Linked DNA regions of Mus musculus: regions 2, 3 and 4 are each linked to region 1. A link is a contact called in public HiCAR-type, HiChIP or PLAC-seq and promoter capture Hi-C data. All regions are on one chromosome and are shown on one strand. Each heading gives the region's core, a stretch centred on a gene start, on an enhancer-like site or on the middle of the called end of the contact. The rest is flanking DNA. Distances are from core to core; before and after follow the strand shown. Region 1 holds the start of 9530062K07Rik (RIKEN cDNA 9530062K07 gene). Region 2 holds the start of Ogg1 (8-oxoguanine DNA-glycosylase 1). Region 3 holds the start of Zfp248 (zinc finger protein 248). Region 4 holds the start of Bms1 (BMS1, ribosome biogenesis factor).

What was found. Promoter capture Hi-C pulls out the DNA fragments that hold promoters and counts their contacts. HiCAR-type assays count read pairs that join an accessible place to other places. HiChIP or PLAC-seq counts read pairs in DNA pulled down with a chosen protein or histone mark.
Region 2: a contact with region 1 is called in a promoter capture Hi-C map of pre-B cells, with 2.4 times the contacts expected there. The contact joins the promoter of Ogg1 here to the promoter of 9530062K07Rik in region 1.
Region 3: a contact with region 1 is called in an H3K4me3 HiChIP or PLAC-seq map of stem cell-derived neural progenitor cells, with 12 times the contacts expected there. The contact joins the promoter of Zfp248 here to the promoter of 9530062K07Rik in region 1. A contact is called at or near these places in 4 of 39 promoter capture datasets (the 3T3-L1 cell line, cranial neural crest, hippocampal neurons and 1 more) and 2 of 115 datasets of contacts at active chromatin or transcription factors (astrocytes and stem cell-derived neural progenitor cells).
Region 4: a contact with region 1 is called in a HiCAR-type map of astrocytes, with 6 times the contacts expected there. The contact joins the promoter of Bms1 here to the promoter of 9530062K07Rik in region 1. A contact is called at or near these places in 4 of 39 promoter capture datasets (3T3-L1-derived adipocytes, cranial neural crest, hippocampal neurons and 1 more) and 3 of 115 datasets of contacts at active chromatin or transcription factors (astrocytes, embryonic forebrain and large pre-B cells).

The regions. Positions count from the first base shown.
Region 1 is chr6:116,206,712-116,209,276 of GRCm38.p6, reverse strand. It overlaps 9530062K07Rik (RIKEN cDNA 9530062K07 gene), which reads left to right and starts at 1,284. Exons shown (of 4, transcript NR_131013.1): 1 at 1,284-1,375; 2 at 2,020-2,123. Washc2 (WASH complex subunit 2`) reads right to left here and starts at 1,244. Exons shown (of 31, transcript NM_026585.3): 1 at 1,150-1,244; 2 at 948-1,070; 3 at 159-323. The coding sequence starts at 1,070.
Region 2 is chr6:113,325,683-113,328,247 of GRCm38.p6, reverse strand. It overlaps Ogg1 (8-oxoguanine DNA-glycosylase 1), which reads right to left and starts at 1,272. Exons shown (of 7, transcript NM_010957.4): 1 at 886-1,272. The coding sequence starts at 1,022.
Region 3 is chr6:118,454,233-118,456,797 of GRCm38.p6, reverse strand. Zfp248 (zinc finger protein 248) reads left to right here and starts at 1,292. Exons shown (of 6, transcript NM_028335.2): 1 at 1,292-1,382; 2 at 1,887-2,121.
Region 4 is chr6:118,418,142-118,420,706 of GRCm38.p6, reverse strand. It overlaps Bms1 (BMS1, ribosome biogenesis factor), which reads left to right and starts at 1,290. Exons shown (of 23, transcript NM_194339.1): 1 at 1,290-1,419; 2 at 2,090-2,298. The coding sequence starts at 2,123.

The DNA of each region.
Region 1 (2,565 bases), core at 35-2,534:
TGATAAAAGACACTGATTTCAGAGAAAGGAGCTTCAGTTACCAAGAACCAATCTATCCACCAAAACTTAGAAGAGAACCTTATTATCATTATAAATGACAATAGTTCTTACTCCCCAAAAGGGATTATTCGAAAGTCAGATACCATAAAACAACTCACATTCTCAATGAACTGGGTATTAGACAGCATGAGGAAGTCATTGAACACATTATGCAGACGACAATGTGTGGCTTTGGTCTCCTGAATTAATCCATCCACCTGCTTCTTGATTTCATGAGTCCTGGAGATAGTCTGCTGTGAGAATTCCTGTAGAAACTGTAGTAGCTATTTTGAAAAGAAACATACACAAGTATCAACACTACATGTGATTTAAAGCAAAACAAACAAACAAAAAACCCCTCCCCTTTTGCCCCTATGTTAAGAAAAAGGGATGATACTGTTGATCTAAGGTCAGGTGACCCTGGAAAGCATTAAGAAAGCTCATCAGATAAGTTTGTCCAGAACACAAAACCAGTATCACATTTCTACAGGGATTTAAAGCCCTGTTTGGTTGTCACGCTCCAGAGACCACATAGTGTGACAAAACACCCCAAATCCCACTTGTATGAAAGTTCTGAGCTCTTAGGTCCCGAAGTGAGCAGATCTACTCAAAAATATGTGCTGCCCCATTTAGCCCCAGTTCTAATACAGAAGGGCCTCCGTAGAGACAAAGCAGTCCTTGGAGAGGGCAGAAACAGAATCTGCTCAGCAGGATGGCGTGGAGGGCAAGGTTGAAAAGCCACTGCACGGAAGGAAACCCGCGTCTGCGCGGCAGAGTGCTGGGTAGAAGCCCACAGGGCCGCCCTCCCCGGTGTCTGAGATTGCGCCTTTGAATACTGGAGGAAGCGTGTCCCCGAGGAGGGGTAACTACAACTCTGTCCCTCCCTTGGCCCCGGGTCCCCCGCTCACACCGGCGTCAGCCGCCAGAGACCAGTTCTGACTGCTGCGGCGGATCTCCTCCACCGACCAGGGCCGTTCCCACACCGGCTCGGATGCCGGAGGCCGCTCCGAGTCGGGGCTCGTCCGGTTCATCTACAGCGAGAAGGACAAAAAGAAGAGCTGAGTCTGGGGCGAAGGATCCAGCCCTGCCCTCCTGGGCCGCCGTCCTCACCACGATGACACCGCCACTCAGCAAGCTCCAAAGTGACTACGGGAGTGGCTACTACACTGCCCACCCAGCGCGGTGGTAATCACATGGTTCACGTCACGTGATGGTGTCCTCACGTGACCTGGGGCGCAGCCTCTGATCGGGAGCTATGGGTTAGTAGCTCCTGGGTAATTGGGTTTGACCAGAGAGAAGGTGTTTAAGCGGCCAGCTAGTGCGAAAGAGGCGGAAGGTACCAGTGGGGCCCATGCTGAGGAGTCCCGTGGCCTACCAGGTGGGAGCTGAAGAGGAAGGAGAGCGGAGGACGACTTCCTGGATGTGCGGCGGCTTTATTGATTATGCATGTGATGTGAGACTAGCCCAGGGCCACAGTGACCCTCAATGTGTACATCTGCTAACCGGTTTGGTTTCAGTTCAATGTGGATCCGCTTGAAATTCTTGAAACCCTCAGCTGAGATTCAAGGCCGGGAGGTGGAGGGGTAGAAATCGAAATCCAAAGCTCCCCTGGCTGTCCACTAGCACTTCCTTGTGAACAGACCCCTTTCTGAGTTGGTCTTGCCCAGACTGACTTTTAGAAATAACCCCTTATCTTTCCTTTTTGTGTGCCCGAGAACAAGTTACTTAGCTTCTTCTATAAGCTTTCTTCTGCATATTAAAGAAGCAATACAGCCGGGCATGGTGGCGCACACCTTTAATCCCAGCACTTGGGAGGCAGAGGCAGGCGGATTTCTGAGTTCGAGGCCAGCCTGGTCTACACAGAGAGAAACTCTGTCTCGAAAAATAAAAATAAAAAAGAAGCGATAATAGGTGTTAAAACAGATAGTGCCTGGTATATGGTGAGTGCTCACCTTAGATCTTATCATTTCTCCTGTGCAGATTATTTTTCCAACTTTCAGATTTTGCTTTGTGGCCACCTCCGTTGAAACCTCATTAAAGATTTCTCTTTGGTATGCAACTAAGACAAATGAAAACCTGCTCAGGTAAAAATCTGCAAGAATTTTCACTGTAGTGTTGATCCATACCCAGAAAGCAGAAGCAATCTAAATGTCCATCAGGTGACGAATGGATAAACAAAATGCTGTAGAACCACGCAATTCACCAAAAGAAATAAAATGCTGATATATGATAGGGCATGAATTAACCTAGAAATACTTCAATTGAAAGAGGTCAGTCATATACATGAGCACAGGTTATTCTATTTATATGAAATATCCAGAATGGATCAATCCAGAGAGAGGAAGTAGGTTGGTGGGGGCCAGGGATTGAGGAAAGAAGGGAATGGGGAGTTAACTGCTTATGAGCAAGTAGTCAGCTGTGAACTAGTAAAGCCAGGGTAAAGGCTCAGGTTGGTTTCTGTAGCATTAGTGTGATTGTATCTGTGTTGCTGTTAGGGTGAGCAGGTGTTATAGATAGACATTAGAT
Region 2 (2,565 bases), core at 23-2,522, 2.9 Mb after region 1:
ATGTCTTCTTTCTTTTTCTTTCTTTCTTTTCTTTCTTTTTCCCCGAGACAGGGTTTCTCTGTGTAGCCCTGGCTGACCTGGAACTCACTCTGTAGACCAGGCTGGCCTCAAACTCAGAAATCTGCCTGCCTCTGCCTGCCAAGTGCTGGGATTAAAGGCATGTGCCACCACTGCCCGGCTAGTTTTCTTTCTTTCTTTCTTTTTTAAGATTTATTTATTTATTTATTTATTTATATGTAAGGACACTGTCCCTGTCTTCAGACACACCAGAACAGGGCATCAGATCTCATTATGGATGGTTGTGAGCCACCATATGGTTGCTTGGAATTAAACTCAGGACCTCCAAAAGAGCAGTCAGTGCTCTTAACCACTGAGCCATCTCTCCAGCCGCCCCCCCCCCCCCCCCCGCTAGTTTTCATCTTTTTGTTTGTTTGTTTTTTCGAGACAGGGTTTCTCTGTATAGCCCTGGCTGTCCTGGAACTCACTTTGTAGACCAGGCTGGCCTCAAACTCAGAAATCCACCTGCCTCTGCCTCCCGAGTGCTGGGATTAAAGGCGTGTGCCACCACCCCCGGTGTAGTTTTCATCTTAAAAATAAAAAAGAAGCGGTACTGGGGATTGAACCAAGAGCCAAGTGCGTGAAAAGCAAGCACTCTTATTACTGAGTGCATCCCTCAGCTTCCCCCACTGATTTTTATTGCATGGTCCTCATAATCCTGCACAGTCATCACCTCTACTTCCTAAAGAAGGTTAAAAGGCAAACCACCGGTGCTTAGACTCCAAAATGTACTCTCATCTATTGCTCCCAACATTCTCTGTATCCCGAGTGGGCAGCACTGAGAAGTCAACATCCTAGGGAACAGTCCTCCCAAGTGCAGTCACTCACCGGAAGGACTGTCCAGAAGCTAAAACCAAGTCCAGACGCAGCTCAGAGCGTGGACACGGGATAGAGGCCCAGAGGGCCGGGCTGGAGCTTAGGGTGCGATGTCTCATGCTGCTAGGCAGCCAGGAACGGAATAACATTCGGCTAGCAGCCCCAGCCCATTACGGCACTGTCCAATCAGAACTCGACTTTCCCAAGTCCTAAAGCCTCGCACACAAGTGACCACACACACCGGGAGTGTAGCACCGTGGGTCCTAGCTTATGGGTCCGGTGTAATTTTAATTTGAGTCCCTGTTGAATGAATTTCCCTCTCCTCGTAGGAAAGCCTCTCGCACACCACCAAACCCCTAAACGCCCCACTCCGCTCTCCCGTGCAGCACGCCCCGCCTCTTCCTCCGGACGTGGCCCCGCCCCCAGGACCTCCCGGCGCGCGCCTCCTCCTCCTGCGCAGCCCTCGAGGTTTGGAAAGGCGCGCCAGTATGGTTCTTCCGGGTCCCAGTTTACTCCCACCGGAAGTAGATCCTTGCTCCCGCTTATTTGACCCTAGAGGTAGCCAATCCGAGAAGAAAGTACGAAGCACCAATGAGAACTCGGGAGTGCCGGAGTGGGCGGGCCTGTGAGGTGGGAGCGGTTGGCCTGCTGGCCTCGCTGCTTGGCGATTGGCTGCCAGAGACCCGGCTCTGCCATTTCAGGGCTTTCGGTGCAATCTCAGGGCCTGCCTGCAACTTCTCGTGCTGGCCCGCACTGGAGCCACATCATTGCGGGGCGTAGTGGTACACACCGGTCGTCCCAGAACTCGGTAGGCAGAGGCGGGAGGCACGTTTGAAGCTTAACTAGGCTGGGCTTCATGGCGAGACTCTGTCTCAAGAAATAAACCGAAAGAATCTCATCCTCCCCTGCTCAAGCCTTTCTCCACCGAGCCTCTTCTGAGGCAGTGATTTTTCAGCGCTGTCCCCTCCACGTCTTGTCAGGAGGCCCCGAATGCGCCATCTCGGGCTTCCCAGGCTTCAGAGGCCAGTCTCAGGTTTGCTCGCCCTGGCTACAGCCTGCGGCACAGCTACCCGCTCCAGTCCGAGCGTGGAGAGATGGGCTTTCTTTGGAGTTCACTCCGTCCAAATGCCAGTGTGTGGCTCTAGGCAGCCTAAGGGACCAACACAACCAGCACCAGCCACCTTGTTCCAAAAAGGACTATATCATTTATAATTTTTTAAGACAAAAAAAGAATGCTTAGGCTAAGAAATATGAACTTCAGCCGGGCAGTTATGGCGCATGACTTTAATCCCAGCACTTTGGGAGGCAGAGGCAGGCAGATTTCTGAGTTTGAGGCCAGCCTGGTCTACAGAGTGAGTTCTAGGACAGCCAGGGCAACACAGAGAAACCCTGTCTCCAAAAACAAACAAAAAAAGAAAAGAAAAAAAGAAAGAAAGAAACATGAACTTCGGACACTAGTTTGACACACTAGGGCATTTTCCATCAAGCAGAGAAATTTTCGGGTTGTGCCTAAATTATTGGACTACAGACTCAAGGGCAGGGCTGGATGCTGATTAGTGTGTGTGTGTGTGTGTCTACAGAAAGGCACAGCACACCTGCTAGAACACTATTAACCAACATCAAACAAACTGGGTCTTTTGTCTCAGTTTCATTAAGCAGTAGCTGTAAGGCTCTCAGCATCCATGTTTTACT
Region 3 (2,565 bases), core at 43-2,542, 2.2 Mb before region 1:
TATCCAGAGAATATTCATGATGATGATCTTTTAGTTTAGACTACTTTCCAGGATTTTATATAAATTTGTTTCACATTCACAAACTAATTAGTTAGTTAAAATATTACATAATTTTCCCCTTCCCTGTCCTCCCTTCTACCTCTACCCTATATCTAACTCCCCTTTCTCCACAGCCTTTTTTCTTTAACCACTCTTTTTACACACACACACACACACACACACACACACACACACACACACACACAAATAGAAACTTCTGCATCCCTCAGTGTTGCCTGCAGGTGTATGCCTTTGGGGACTGACTGACCACTTGGTATTGGACAACAACTCATGGGGCTCACCCCTGGGGAAGACTAATTCTCTCTCTCTCTCTCTCTCTCTCTCTCTCTCTCTCTCTCTCTCTCTCTCTCTGTGTGTGTGTGTGTGTGTGTGTGTGTGTGTGTGTAGTTGCTGATTGTCTGCAATTCTTCATCTTGGGATGCCAGGAGAGAAGCGAGGCCTATAGCACGAGGCTAGTGAGATCATGAATCTTATAGGAAACCCTACCACTGCCACTGTCCCAAAGTAGCACAATTCATAACTACATTCCCTATACGTATCATTATACCCACAGGTAAGCGTAGCTCTCATCCCTTAACAAAGACATTCTTTTTACAGCAGTTAGAGACCATTACCGAAGGACACACCTTGTCAAAATACAGTGAGCAACTGAGGGAAGAGTTCTCAGCCCAACTGATATAACACTCCTCCACCTAAGGCTCGAGCAATGCTGCAGAAGACCTGGTAGAGATTTTAAGAGCCAGAGGATAGGGAAGTCTGATGTGAGATTGTGTCTTGTAGCTAGGACAGGGAAGCCACGCCTATGAAATCTCAGCAAAGTGACCAAGTCCTGAACTATTCCAACACCAGTTGACATTCCAACATAATTTTTAACACATCTTTCCTTCTTTTTGAGTGTAGAAAATATATTAATTTGATCCCCAGTCCCCAGGGTAGTGACAGAAGGCTGGCGCTAGATAGAATAAAGATACAGAAAACTGTCGCGGTGTACCAGAAAGTCCCATCCTGGGAAATGAGTCTGACAAGGTCGTGTTTACACTGCAAACACCTTTACTTCTTACATAAAGTAACCCTGGTTTCTAGACGCCTTCAACAGCATCATTTTACAATACAGAGTGAGACAGGAGCTGACTCCGTTTTCCAGGCAACAGTCCTTCTTCCAACACTGGACGTGGAGACCCCACTACGAGCACCGTTGGGCGCACCGCCCCTTCCTCTGCGCATGCGCAAACTGCAGTCCTGCTCCTGGTCCATCCGTGGCCTCGCGTACCTCCTGGGAAACAACTCCTGGCCTTCGGCACGGTGCACTGCAGGAGCGGCGGGTGAGCCTTAGACAGCATCAAGGGCGGAGGGTTCTGGGAGCTCGGGCCATCCTGGTCGCTGTTGGCAGCAACCAGGGACCAGCGGGGTGGAGGGCTGTATGGGGAAACGCCGGGGTGCGCTGGGACTCCATGGCTCGGGCTTGCGGGATCCGGATAGTCCCGCACTTCTGCAGAGCTAATCTAGGGCCTCTAGCTCGTGCTACGCCTGCGCATTTTGCCCACTAGGCGGGGAAGATGCGGGGTGGTTGGGCGGAACCCTGAGGAGTTGACTCACGCATGGCGCGAGCGTGACGCGGTGACGCATCCGTTCTCTGGCTGCTGGGGCTAGATGCTGGGATGTGGGGGGCGAGCGGGTAAGCCAGGTCCCGAGTGAATGAATTACTGGGACAGAATAACCTACCCGAGACTCGGTTTCCTTTTGTGCACAGTGTGACTATTACGAATACTTGCTGCAATTTTCTTTTCTTTTCTTTTTTCTTTTTCTTTTTTTTTTTTATTTTTAAGCTACTACTAGGGAGCCCACCCTCGCAGGGGGCCTTTGGACTGGTCCCTAGGGCGCAGTGTTTGGAGTGGAAGAGGAAAGTGGTTAGCTAGCCACCAAACCTCCTGCCCCCTCACACACCCGGGATCCCAGTTCTGAATTTGGTTCTCGCTCATGTGTTTTGTGAAAATGACAGTGTCCTGAAACCATGGAAGACTGTGTGCTCGCCGAAAGTCTGGGACAAGTTTAAGGAGAGAGGTGAGCTGGAGTTGAGAGAGATGGGTGCATACAGGCTGCACATGGAATGCTAGTTCTTGGAAAACGATTGGGAGTGAAAGGCTCACAGGTCCGGAATTGCTATCACTGCCCCTACCTCCACATCTTATGCATCCCTCCTACCTGGTTAACTGTGGAGAGGCGGTCCCTTAGACTCTTGACTCATGTGAAGGTGGCATGTAGGGACACGCTTGCTATTATGGCCATATGTTTCCATCGGACAGTAGTGTAGGTGGGTCCTGAGAATCTCAACATCTTGCAGGTTTTTAGTGACACAACCGGGGCCTGCAGATGGCTGTATATTTTGTCTCTTTGAGGTGCAAGTTTCTTATCAAGCGATCGTTTTGAGAATTGTAAGCAAGCAACTTGGAATGTAAGCAAATACATTTTGAAATTTTTATCTTGCCTTAAAAGCCCCGTTCATTT
Region 4 (2,565 bases), core at 41-2,540, 2.2 Mb before region 1:
GCCTAATGAGTGAGTTAGCAAGCACTATGGTGTCTGCCCTGAGTTCTTCCAGCGTTGGACTGTATGAGAAATTTCTCATAGGCCTCATTTGGTGGTTCAGCTAGGGGGATAGTTGCCAGGCAGGATGACCCTGTCACAGGTTGGGACTGAGGGCTGTTTGACTTGTTCAATAGACACCTCTGTCAGCCATTTGTCCTCAGTTTGCGATCTTACATTCCAATCCTTTTGTTGATGATAAAGGGCAATGTAGTCTTTTCTATAACTACTTCCTGCAGAAATTGGGGCGTTGCTCTGGAATGTGCAGAAAGGCTAGAATGATGGTCACTGGAATGATAGTCAAAGGATGGGGAGAGAGAAATAGGAGGGCCAACCTCACAAACTATCATTTGCTAAACCTTTGATTTTGTTTCATAATTTCCATATGAACCTTTAGAGCTGTTTTGTGTTGGTGTGCTATTAAAAGGTACAAAATGGGAGACTTTGAGGCAACTGAACCCATGTTCTTGGCTCATTGAGGTGAGAGCTGTGTTTTGCATGAACATGCTATTTTGTGGGAACCTGAATCCGTATTCCCAGGCCGCAGTCACTCTTATTTGGCGCAAGGAAAAAACCCTACTTCTTATTCTCCTTGAGATGAGCTCAGTTTTGAGTCCAGCATAACTGTAGCAAATAACCGGGACTGGGGGTTTGAGGGCTATTCCCCAGGACTGGACTGAGTCCTGGGGATGCAAGGCTGAGCACAGAGACACAAGACACACGACACACATAGCCACACATGCACACAAAATGGCAAGCTAAGACGTTTTCTGAAGAAAACGCCCTCTCCAGGAGCACAGAGGAGCACCCTGCCCTCAGCCCGTCGGTCCTGGCACAAGAGGGCAGCAGAGCGCTGAAAACCCGTGAGGACAGCTCTGGCAGCGGTGACAGGGAGCGGTAGCCTAGCGGATGGGGCGGCGGAATTCACAGCTTTCAAGTTGGGACTGGCGATGACTCGGGCGTCCTTCCAGCGTTCCTCTGCTACTCAAATAAGCGGGCCAGGGCCCAGCGCCGCGCGGATCCTCTGAAGCCAGGTCGCGCTGGCTGAGAGCCCGACTCTCAGAGTGGCTGGGACCCGAAGGAGAGGGCAGTCCGTGCGAAATCTGAAAGTGCGCTTGCGCAACCCTCAGCCAACCCAGAGCTTACTTCCGGCTTTCCCCTGAAAGTCGTCCGTCCACGGGTTCCTTTTTTTCCCCTCTTCTTTGCTCGTTTCCCTCCGACGGGTACAAGCAGAAGGACAGTTTCCGCTTCCGGCGTCGTGCTTGCGGGCTGGAGCGGTTGCTGCCGTGAGTCCGAGTGCTTTCGCGAGCCCCGTCGGCTTCCCGGTTCGGTCGGTCCTCGACCTCCCGACAGGCTGCTCCCAGGCTGCGTCTGGGCTGGAAGGCAAGTTTCTCGGCCGCCGGAGAGGTGCTCCCGGGAGTGTGGAGGGCGTGGGTTCGTGCAGTGCTGGATGGGGAGCGGGTCACTCGAGCAGGGAGGGCTCCTGCCCAGCTCGGCTGCGTGTTCTTCTCCCAGCAAAAATAGATCACCGGGAGGGGAAAATGTGCTTCCTCCAGGAGCTGAGAGGCGAGTCTGCTCAGCACTGTTCGGATGTCTTAAACTTGTATGTTTGTTTTCGTTTTAAGTTAAAAGGACACTTCAGCCTAAGCTACCTAGAATAGTAGGCACTAGTCACGTGCGACTAAGTTTAAAATTAATTTAAACTTAAGATAGTTTTCAGTTTCCGAAGGTACGCTTGAAATTCTCTGTAACCACGTGTAGTTCACAAGGCTTCTGTACTGAGAACAGCAGGTAGGATGTATTTCTGTCATTACAAAAAATGAGCACTGTCGAAATGGCTTCAACATAAAACATAAGAAGGATAGTGTTGGTGCTGCTAACTCTTATACTTTATGGCGTAAGAAAGGGACGTGAATTTGAAGATACTGGCTAAACATTTTCTACCTCCATTCAATGAACAAATACATCAGCACTTAAGTAAATTAAATTACTGCCCTCCTGTGTTACCCTGATTATAATTGATTACCACCACCGTCCTCCCTGTTCCGTGTAGGTAAGACTTATTTGTAGTAGATAAATAGCCACCATGGAGACCAAGGACCACAAGAAACATAGGAAGAAGCACAGTGGGCCTAAAGCTGAGAAGAAAAAGAAACGGCACCTGCAAGACCTACAGCTTGGAGATGAAGAGGATGCCCGGAAGAGAAACCCCAAAGCTTTCGCAGTGCAGTCAGCTGTGCGGATGGCGAGGTCCTTTCACAGGTGTGTTTACCTGGGGTTAGTGGGTCTTCCCTTAAGTACTGGGAGCCTCTCCCAGATGGCATTTGCCTTGTGAGTCTTAACTCAGGTCTGAAGGACGTAGGCATGCCATAGTAGGCATGCCGTATGGCTTTTCCTAAAATGTCAGAGCTCTGTCAAAGAAACATTTTCCCTCTAACACCTGCCCTTTGCCTTTCCCCACTTTTTTCTTTGTTTTCTTTCTTTCTGTCCTTCTTTCTTTCTTGTCCAAGAAGAAGAATTTACACAATT